Linked DNA regions of Gossypium hirsutum: region 1 is linked to region 2. The links are chromatin contacts, called in public Hi-C maps. All regions are on one chromosome and are shown on one strand. The core of a region is the stretch at or near the end of the contact, and the rest is flanking DNA. Distances in the headings are between cores, read along the strand shown.

What was found. Hi-C and Micro-C count contacts between places; a contact is called where the count stands out from the background.
Region 1: a Hi-C map of leaf shows a contact between it and region 2, with 3 times the contacts expected there. The contact joins the promoter of LOC121216388 here to the enhancer-like site in region 2. A contact is called at or near these places in 13 of 34 Hi-C or Micro-C datasets (anther, callus, fibers and 4 more).

Annotation. Positions count from the first base shown.
Region 1 is chrD04:15,698,607-15,702,772 of Gossypium_hirsutum_v2.1, reverse strand. It overlaps LOC121216388 (transcription factor TCP20), which reads left to right and starts at 1,675. Exons shown (of 2, transcript XM_041092053.1): 1 at 1,675-3,247; 2 at 3,352-3,689. The coding sequence starts at 2,126. The coding sequence ends at 3,028.
Region 2 is chrD04:15,599,150-15,603,345 of Gossypium_hirsutum_v2.1, reverse strand. No RefSeq gene overlaps it. Among protein-coding and RNA genes, the nearest start is that of LOC121216387, 9.1 kb to the right of the region's middle. Within about 2 kb of position 1,860, at least 1 of the 9 cell types and tissues checked has an H3K27ac peak or open chromatin away from gene starts, as enhancers often do.

The sequences.
Region 1 (4,166 bases), core at 426-2,925, 100 kb before region 2:
AGATATGTTCTTGTAAGTGTAGATGACTATTCCATGTTTACATAGGTAAGATTCTTCTGTTAAAAGTTTAACACATTTGATGCCTTCAAGAAACTGTGTAAAAAAGCTAAGAATGAAAAAGGTTATCTTATTGGGAAATTTGTTAGGATGCATGACCAAGGAAGGGAATTTGAGAATGAATAATTCTCATATATTTTTGACAATACGACATTCAACATGAGTTTTTTGCTCCAAAAACTCCATAACAGAACGAGGTTATTAAGAGGAACAATAGGACAATTTAGGATATGGCTCATGTTATGCTAAGTGCCATGGGAATTTCTCACAGGTTTTGGGTTGAAACTATTGATACAACTTACCATATGATTAATAGTCTTGTAGAGGCTAAAGACTAAAATGACACCTTATGAGATGTGTAGAGGAAGGAAGTTAGTAATTGGTACTTTCATGTTTTTGTGAGTGTCTAATACATTCAATAACCTTCATAACTATATGATAATAACATAACAAAAAATGATTTATAGAAGTAGTAATACTAATAGTAGCTAAAAAATAGTAGAAAAGATGTTATAACAGTAAATGATTGATAGTATATGAATAAATGATTTTTTATATTATCAAAGTGAAATTATACTTCAAGCTTTATAATATAATATATAATAAGTTAATTTATTAAGTTACACATTTTAGATTTAAATTTTTCTTAATATGCTAAGTCATAATTAATTTTCAACTTATTTATAGTATAGAAGTAAATAATAATATTTTATAACAAACTAATAACATAATTATAAAATCAATAAGTGGTTGGAAGAAGTGGACCAAATTCGAATTTTGAAGTCGACACCCTTGAGAAGACTTACCTAAATACCACTTGACTCAATCAGGATTAATCTCATTGTAAAATAAATCAAAACACATATAGTTATACCAAAAAAAAATCATAATCATTATTATACTTGATTGAAATATAATATTTATATTTAAAAAAATTCAAGTTTAAATTCTTATAGAAAAATTAGAATAAAAAAATATTACATTCCTTTTTATTGATATTATTATATTGATTTATATTTTAAAATTCATATTAATAATAAATACATAGATAATTAGTTTTAACCATGTAAACGTGATATCATTAAATCATAATTTATTTAATTTATTTTATAATACCACCTACATATTATTAAAATTAATTATCTATATTATATAAAAAATTATTTAATATATTGTTGAGTTTTTAAACTTCAAAAATAGAGGCAAATCTAGTAAGGATGGCATGGGTCCCGACCATCTAAAATAAAAAAATTACTATTTAGGCTTTCTAATTTAAAAAAATTACATTAGTAAAGGTAAAATTACACTTTAACCTCCTAAAATTATAAAAATTCAATTTAATTCTTTAAAAATTAAAAAAAAACAAAAACTATAAAAAACTAAAATCATTCGACTCTTGAAAAATTATTCTAACTTCGCTGTTGAACAGGTGGTTGACAAGTGCCCTAAAAATATAATGAAGCATTTAAAGATAAATATTTGAAAAATTATATTCACCCATGTTATATTGCTTTTATAATAATGTAGGGTGAAGGTGTGATGAAGAGAAAGGAAAGGAATCCATCAATCTATGAATATTATATATGGTTATATGGGGATGCGTGAATATCTTATCTATAATTTTGAAATTGTAATTTATAATAATAATTATTGTAAATGATATATTCTGTGCGAATTAGTGTCTTCAGGTGAAAATGGCAGTTAAAGTAGCTATCATATCAGAAATGTTAGTCAAAAGCCCCCTTCACTGCTGAGAGAAAAAGGGGAAACGAAGAAAGGAAAGGCTCATGCATTCATATATGAGCCATGGAGAAAGAAAAGAAAGAAAAATGACATCTTGTGAAAAGCAAGAATAAAAATTTTGACATTTCGGGTATGTGTGCTTTGGGATTTCAATATTATAATTATCATAGTTTGTCTTCACATTCCTTGTCAGAGAACAGTGAAAACTCATCAAAGTCTAGGACTTTTCAGGTCACCTTCTTCAATCAAAGAGGACTCCTCTTTTATATATATATTGTTTTTCTTTTAATTTGCCCCCACACCCCCACCCTTTTTTTACCTGTTTATGGATCCCAAGGGCGCCAAGCAGCCTCCAGAGGAAGTAGCCAACTTGTTGAGCCTGCCACCCCAACCCCAACAGCAACAGCCTCAAAACATGGGAGAGAATAAAGCAGCAGAAATCAAGGATTTCCAGATTGTGGTTGCAGATAAAGGAGAAGGGAAGAAGCAACAGTTGGCCCCAAAGAGAAGTTCTAACAAAGACAGGCACACCAAAGTTGAAGGAAGAGGTAGAAGGATAAGGATGCCTGCTTTATGTGCTGCTAGAATCTTTCAGTTGACCAGGGAATTGGGTCACAAGTCTGATGGGGAAACCATACAGTGGCTGTTACAACAAGCTGAACCATCCATAATTGCCGCCACTGGGAGCGGAACAATTCCAGCATCAGCTTTGGCTGCAGCTGGAGGCTCAGTTTCACAGCCAGGGGCCTCTCTATCAGCAGGGTTGCACCAAAAGATGGAAGATTTAGGGGGGTCCAGTATAGGGTCAGGGAGCAGTAGGACCAGTTGGACAATGGTTGGTGGCAATTTGGGAAGACCCCATCATGTGGCGACCGGGTTATGGCCACCAGTCAGTGGTTTTGGGTTTCAGTCATCATCTGGTCCGTCTACAACAAATTTAGGCAGTGATAGTTCCAATTATCTGCAAAAGCTTGGGTTTCCAGGTTTTGATTTGCCAGCTAGTAACATGGGTCAGATAAGTTTCACCTCAATCTTGGGCGGAGCTAATCAGCAGCTCCCGGGTTTGGAACTTGGGTTATCTCAAGATGGTCATATTGGGGTCTTAAATCCTCATGCTTTGAACCAGATTTATCAGCAGATGGAGCAAGCTCGGATGCAACCCCAACATCAGCATCAGCACCAGCAACAACCCCCTGCTAAGGATGACTCCCAAGGATCGGGCCAGTAAAGCTTTAAACTTTGAGAGCAAGATGAAAATGAGTAGGATTCCTGAGACAGGATGGCTTTGTTTTTTCTTGTAATGGTTCAGTATTGTATAATGGGGAAAACCAAAAAAAAAATAACAAGTGTGAGAGAAATGGATACTTTTCCTCTCAGAAATCTATGGGGACTAGATTGAGTGGCTTCTTTCTTTCTGCACTGCTTCACCCAAGTTTCCATTACAGAGGTTGTTTTTCTTGATTCATGCCTTCTGTTGAACTTGCATCCTCCGAATTCTTCAGAGAAGTACTAATTCTTTTGTGCTAAGCTATTTTACTGTGGAGTGTGCAGGTGGAGCTTTGCACAGCTCAGTAGCTTGGATTTGGGCTCAACTTCTTGTTTGATTCAGGGTGTGTTGATTGTGATGCAAGGCAAATCTAATTGTTTTCTTCTTCACTACGTGTGGATAGAGTGGCAACGGTTTGTTTGTGAAATTAAAAATAGGAATTCACAGTAATACATGTCCAGTTTCTTGTTAGATGAAGTAAGATTTCTTGTTTCTCTAAAAGAATATATTCTTGCACATAAAGGGCTAATTATTGATTACACCGTGGGCTCTGGCTGCCAGACCAAGCATGTTTCCTGCTATAGCATGTCATCTATCATATAAGAATCTAGTTCTTTTGTCACTACTTGAAAGTTGCTCCTTTGCAATGATCTTACCTTGTTTGGAAAGCTCTTTAGTGATAGTCCTTTTGTTGAACACCATATATTTCTCTCTAACATCCTAAATTACCATAGGTTCAGTTTTTGTTTAAGGAACTTGTATCCACCCACCGCTTGAGCTTGACATATAAAGAGACTTGGCTTAGCATTCATGTATCATAGGATGTGTTATTAACTGTTTATATCTTCCTTGGATGTGCTATCACCAACTTGCCTAAGTAACTTTTCTAAACTGCCCTGTTAGTAAACTCTTGCTCCAGGTACAATGTTTTTAAAGAAACAATGTAGTGGTTGTGGAAAATTAACCATGATATAAAGCTGATAAAAAACCACTTTTTTTTACAAAGTTAACATATTTGATAAAATTTTCTATAAAATACTTGGTGGGACTTTTATCAAAAAAAATACTGTAAGAGTAAAGCTTAAGGAAATAGTGCAAG
Region 2 (4,196 bases), core at 611-3,110:
AAGAAGAATATAAATTTGATTATGACTAAAGATTTGAAGAGAAAATGGATAACAGAGAAAAATGATTACTAACGATGGTGATGGTGCTGTACCGCAGTAACGGCGAGACCCGATAGTGGTGCGATAGTGGAAGAAGAGAGTGAGAAGATTAGGATGGGTGATTAATTGGTGGTGTTTAGGTCAAATGGTGGTGGCTAACGGTGGAGGAAAGGAGGTCAAAATCAAAATAATAGTGGTTCAAGGTGGTGCAAAAGGGGAGAATGAGAGAAAAGAGAGTAGAGGAGAGGAGAATGATGAAACAAATGAGAGAATAGACTCTCCCTAAGGTGGAGATCGTCTATAGCAAGTCAACAAGGGGAAAAAAAGAAGGGAGTGAAAGGTGGGAAAGAAAAAGAAGGAAGGAGAACATGTGAAGTAAAAAGAGGGTTAAAGGAGGAAGGTTGAATAACTAATGGAGGAAAGAATCTTTTCCTATATGGCAACACTAGTGGACGACAAAAGGGGGTTGACCAAATATTTTTATGAAAAAATCTAACAAAAATTATGAGAGTGGGGAATTGAGCATAGGACCTTTAGGGAGCTAACTAAGCACTTAACCACTTGACTACTCACTAACTTATTATAATTCCTACAACATTTATTTTAAAAATATGGTGTGACCTTTACTAAGGTTTGAAGCAAAATTGCACCATAAAGAAAAATAATGTGAGGGAAGGGATTCGAACATAGATCATCAGGGACATCTCCACCACTACTTGATCACTAGACTTGATACTTATTTATTAACAATGTGCCAAGGTCATCTAAAAAGAATTTCATGTTTGACGCTCTCGGTTCAATTACCCAATTTCTACTAACTCCGATTTTGGGACGTGACATACGTAGTTTTAAGCAATGAGAAACCAAAAAATTGGGGTAGCTTTGCACTCAAACTTGATATGAGTAAAGCATATGATAGGGTTGAATGGCATTTCTTATGGATTATAATGTTCAAGACGGGGTTTGTTGTCTCATGGGTGGATTTCATTTTGCATTCTATCACTATTGTTTCCTACTCTATCATTATTAATGGGGAGGCAAGTAAGACTTTTAAACTAGAGAGATGACTTAGACAAGGAGATCTACTGAGCGCTTATGTCTTTTAAATTTACAGTGAAGGGCTGTCTTCTCTTATGAAATTGGCAAAAGGTGAAGGACTAATGTTAGGAGCTAAAGTGTGTCTATAAGGACTCATGATTAGTCATTTATTATTTGTAGATGATTGCATATTGTTTGGGGCAACTACTGACTGTGGTGCCTCTTATTGGAGAATGATTCAAAGTCAGTTATCAGTTACCTAAATCTTATCTTTGACTAAGTTGTGCTTGTTTTGTTTCTCCCTTAATTATCTACTTTCTGTTGTGATCGTGCTAAGATTAGTGTTGCACGTTTGTTATGGTGTAAAGCCTATTTATAGGCCTATCATTTGTTTCATTGAGTAGTGGAATACTACAACAATTTTAGTCAAACAAATCCTCTCTTTCTTTTGCGTGACTTTAAGTCTCTTCTTTTCGGTCTATTACTTGAATTAAATTCAAGTCTACTCTTGTGTGACTATTTCTTGGTTATTGATAATTATCCCCAAAATTTGTGGTATCATAGCCAGGTTTGTTTGTATCTAGCGTGTAATTAATGGCGACTAACGATAATGTCGTGAATGTATCTCAGCTGTCAATTCCAATCGTCAATGGAGAAAGTTGTGATTTATAGAGCATCAAGATGAAGACCTTGTTCAAGTCTTAGGATCTTTGGGATTGAGAATGATTATAACGAACGGGATGAAGAGACGAGATTGAGAGAAAATAATAAGAAGGACTCGAAAACGTTATTCTTTATCCAGCAAGTTGTTCATGAGACCATTTTTTTTGAAAATTGCTGCAACAACTATTGCGAAAGAAGCTTGGGGAATCTTGCAGGCATCATAAGGTAATCATGATAAAACTTCAATCTCTTCGTCGAGATTTTAAAACCCTACAGATGAAAGGTGGAGAGTCAGTGCAAGATTTTTTATCTAGAGTTGTTGCAATTGTCAACCAGATGCAGTCCTATGGAGAAAATATTACTAATAAAATGATTGTAGCAAAAATTCTCAAGAGTCTTACTCTTAAGATTAATCATGTAGTGGTTGTCATCGAAGAGTCTAAAGACTTAGAAACATTCACATTTGATAAGTTGATGGGATCACTGCAGTCCCATAAGGCAAGGCTGAACAGGTTAGAAGAGAAGACTGAAGAAAAGGCTTTTGTTGTGAAGGGGGAGGCATCACCTCAAAGAAATGAACAAAAATGGCGTGGTAAAGTTGGATCTCAAGGGAGAGGAGGTCATAGTAGAGGACGAGGTTGGGTGATGAGCACCAAAATCAAACTCAGCAATGAGATAAAAAAAAGGTTTATCCAATATTATTATTATAAAAGGTTTGGGCATGTGAAGGCCGATTGCTAGAAAAGACAAAAGCAAGGACAAGCAAGTTATGTAGAGCAAGAAGATGAGGTAATCAATTTTTTAATGGCTTATCAAAAAGATGCAACAAGTCACAGCAACATTTAGTTTCTGGACAACGGGTGCTAGAATCACATGACTGGCATAAAGTCATTATTAAAGGAGTTTGATGAGACCTTCAAAAAACAAGTAACACTTAGAGACAACAAGAAGATTCAAGTGGAAGGGAAGGGTAATGTTCGCTTGTCACAAAATCTATTGAGTGTAGGCCAACTCATGGCTACTGGATATTCTATTATGTTCAATGATGTCTCTTGTGTGATTAAAGATAAAAAATCAAATCAAATCATTGTTGATGTTTGCATAACACCAAACAAGCTATTTCCACTTGAAATTTCTGATGTTGAAAACCATTCACTTGTTGTGAAAGAAACTAGTGAGTCAAGATTATGGCATTGAAGGTATGGGAATTTGAATGTAAAAGGTCTGAAGTTGCTGTGTCAAACAGAAATGGTTTTTAGGTTTCCTAGAATTGAGTCTTTAAATACGTGTGAGGGGTGTATATACGGGAAAAAATGTAAGAAACCATTTCCTGTAAAGAAGTCTAGAAGGGCAACTAGGTGTCTTGAGCTTGTACATGCTGACTTGGTTGTCCTCATTAAAACACAATCATTTGGTGGGAGTAGATATTTTTTATTATTCAGAGATGGCTACAGCAGGATGAGTTAGGAGTACATTTTATAGTCCATGTCGAAAACATTTGAAATATTTAAAAACTTCAAGGTACTTGTGGATAAGCAAACTAGACATTGCATCAAGACACTACGTATAGACAGAGGCGGTGAGTTTGTGTAGCTAAAGTTTAATCATTTCTGTGAAGAACAAGTCCTAAGAAGAGAATTGATTGCTCCATACACTCCGGAGTAGAATGGTGTTACTGAACAGAAGAATCGGATAGTTGTAGAAATGGCAAGAAGTATGTTGAAAGCCAAAGGGCTTTCAGATTAATTATGGAGAGAAGTTGTTGGAACTACAGTCTACTTATTGAATCTATCACCAAGGGTTATTCCCAATCAAACATCATATGAGGCCTGGTATTGGAGGAGACCTTGGGTAAGCCATTTAAAAGTTTTGGTTGTGTTGCTTATACTTTAGTTGACTCACATAAACGCAGCAAACTTGATGAGAAATCAACAAAATGCATTTTTATTGGTTACTATTCTTAGTCTAAAGCATACATGCTGTATAATTCTATTGGTGGCAAGATAATAATCAGCAGTAATGTAATTTTCAATGAAGATGCAAGATGGATTTGGGAAAAGAGTGTAAGTGATGTTAAATTTGAAATTGCAAATAAAGATGAAGCTCTACAAACTGAAGTATTACAACCTCCTTCTCCAAATCTTTCATCTCCTCTAACTTCATCAAACGTATCTTCAAGCAGTAAAAGTTCATTTGATGATGAAACTCCTCTAAGGAAATACAGATCTTTGGCTAAAATTTATGCAACGATGCAAGCCTTGTTTGTCGTTGATCCTACAACTTTTGAAGTGGTAGTAGGCAAAGAAGAGTGGCGAAATGCAATGAAAGAAGAAATTGCAGCAAGACAACGCAATAAGACATGGGAGCTTGTAGATCTTTCTAAAGACAGAAAAGTAATTGGAGTCAAATGGGTCTTTCGAACCAAGTTCCAAGCAAATCGCAACATTAAAAAACAC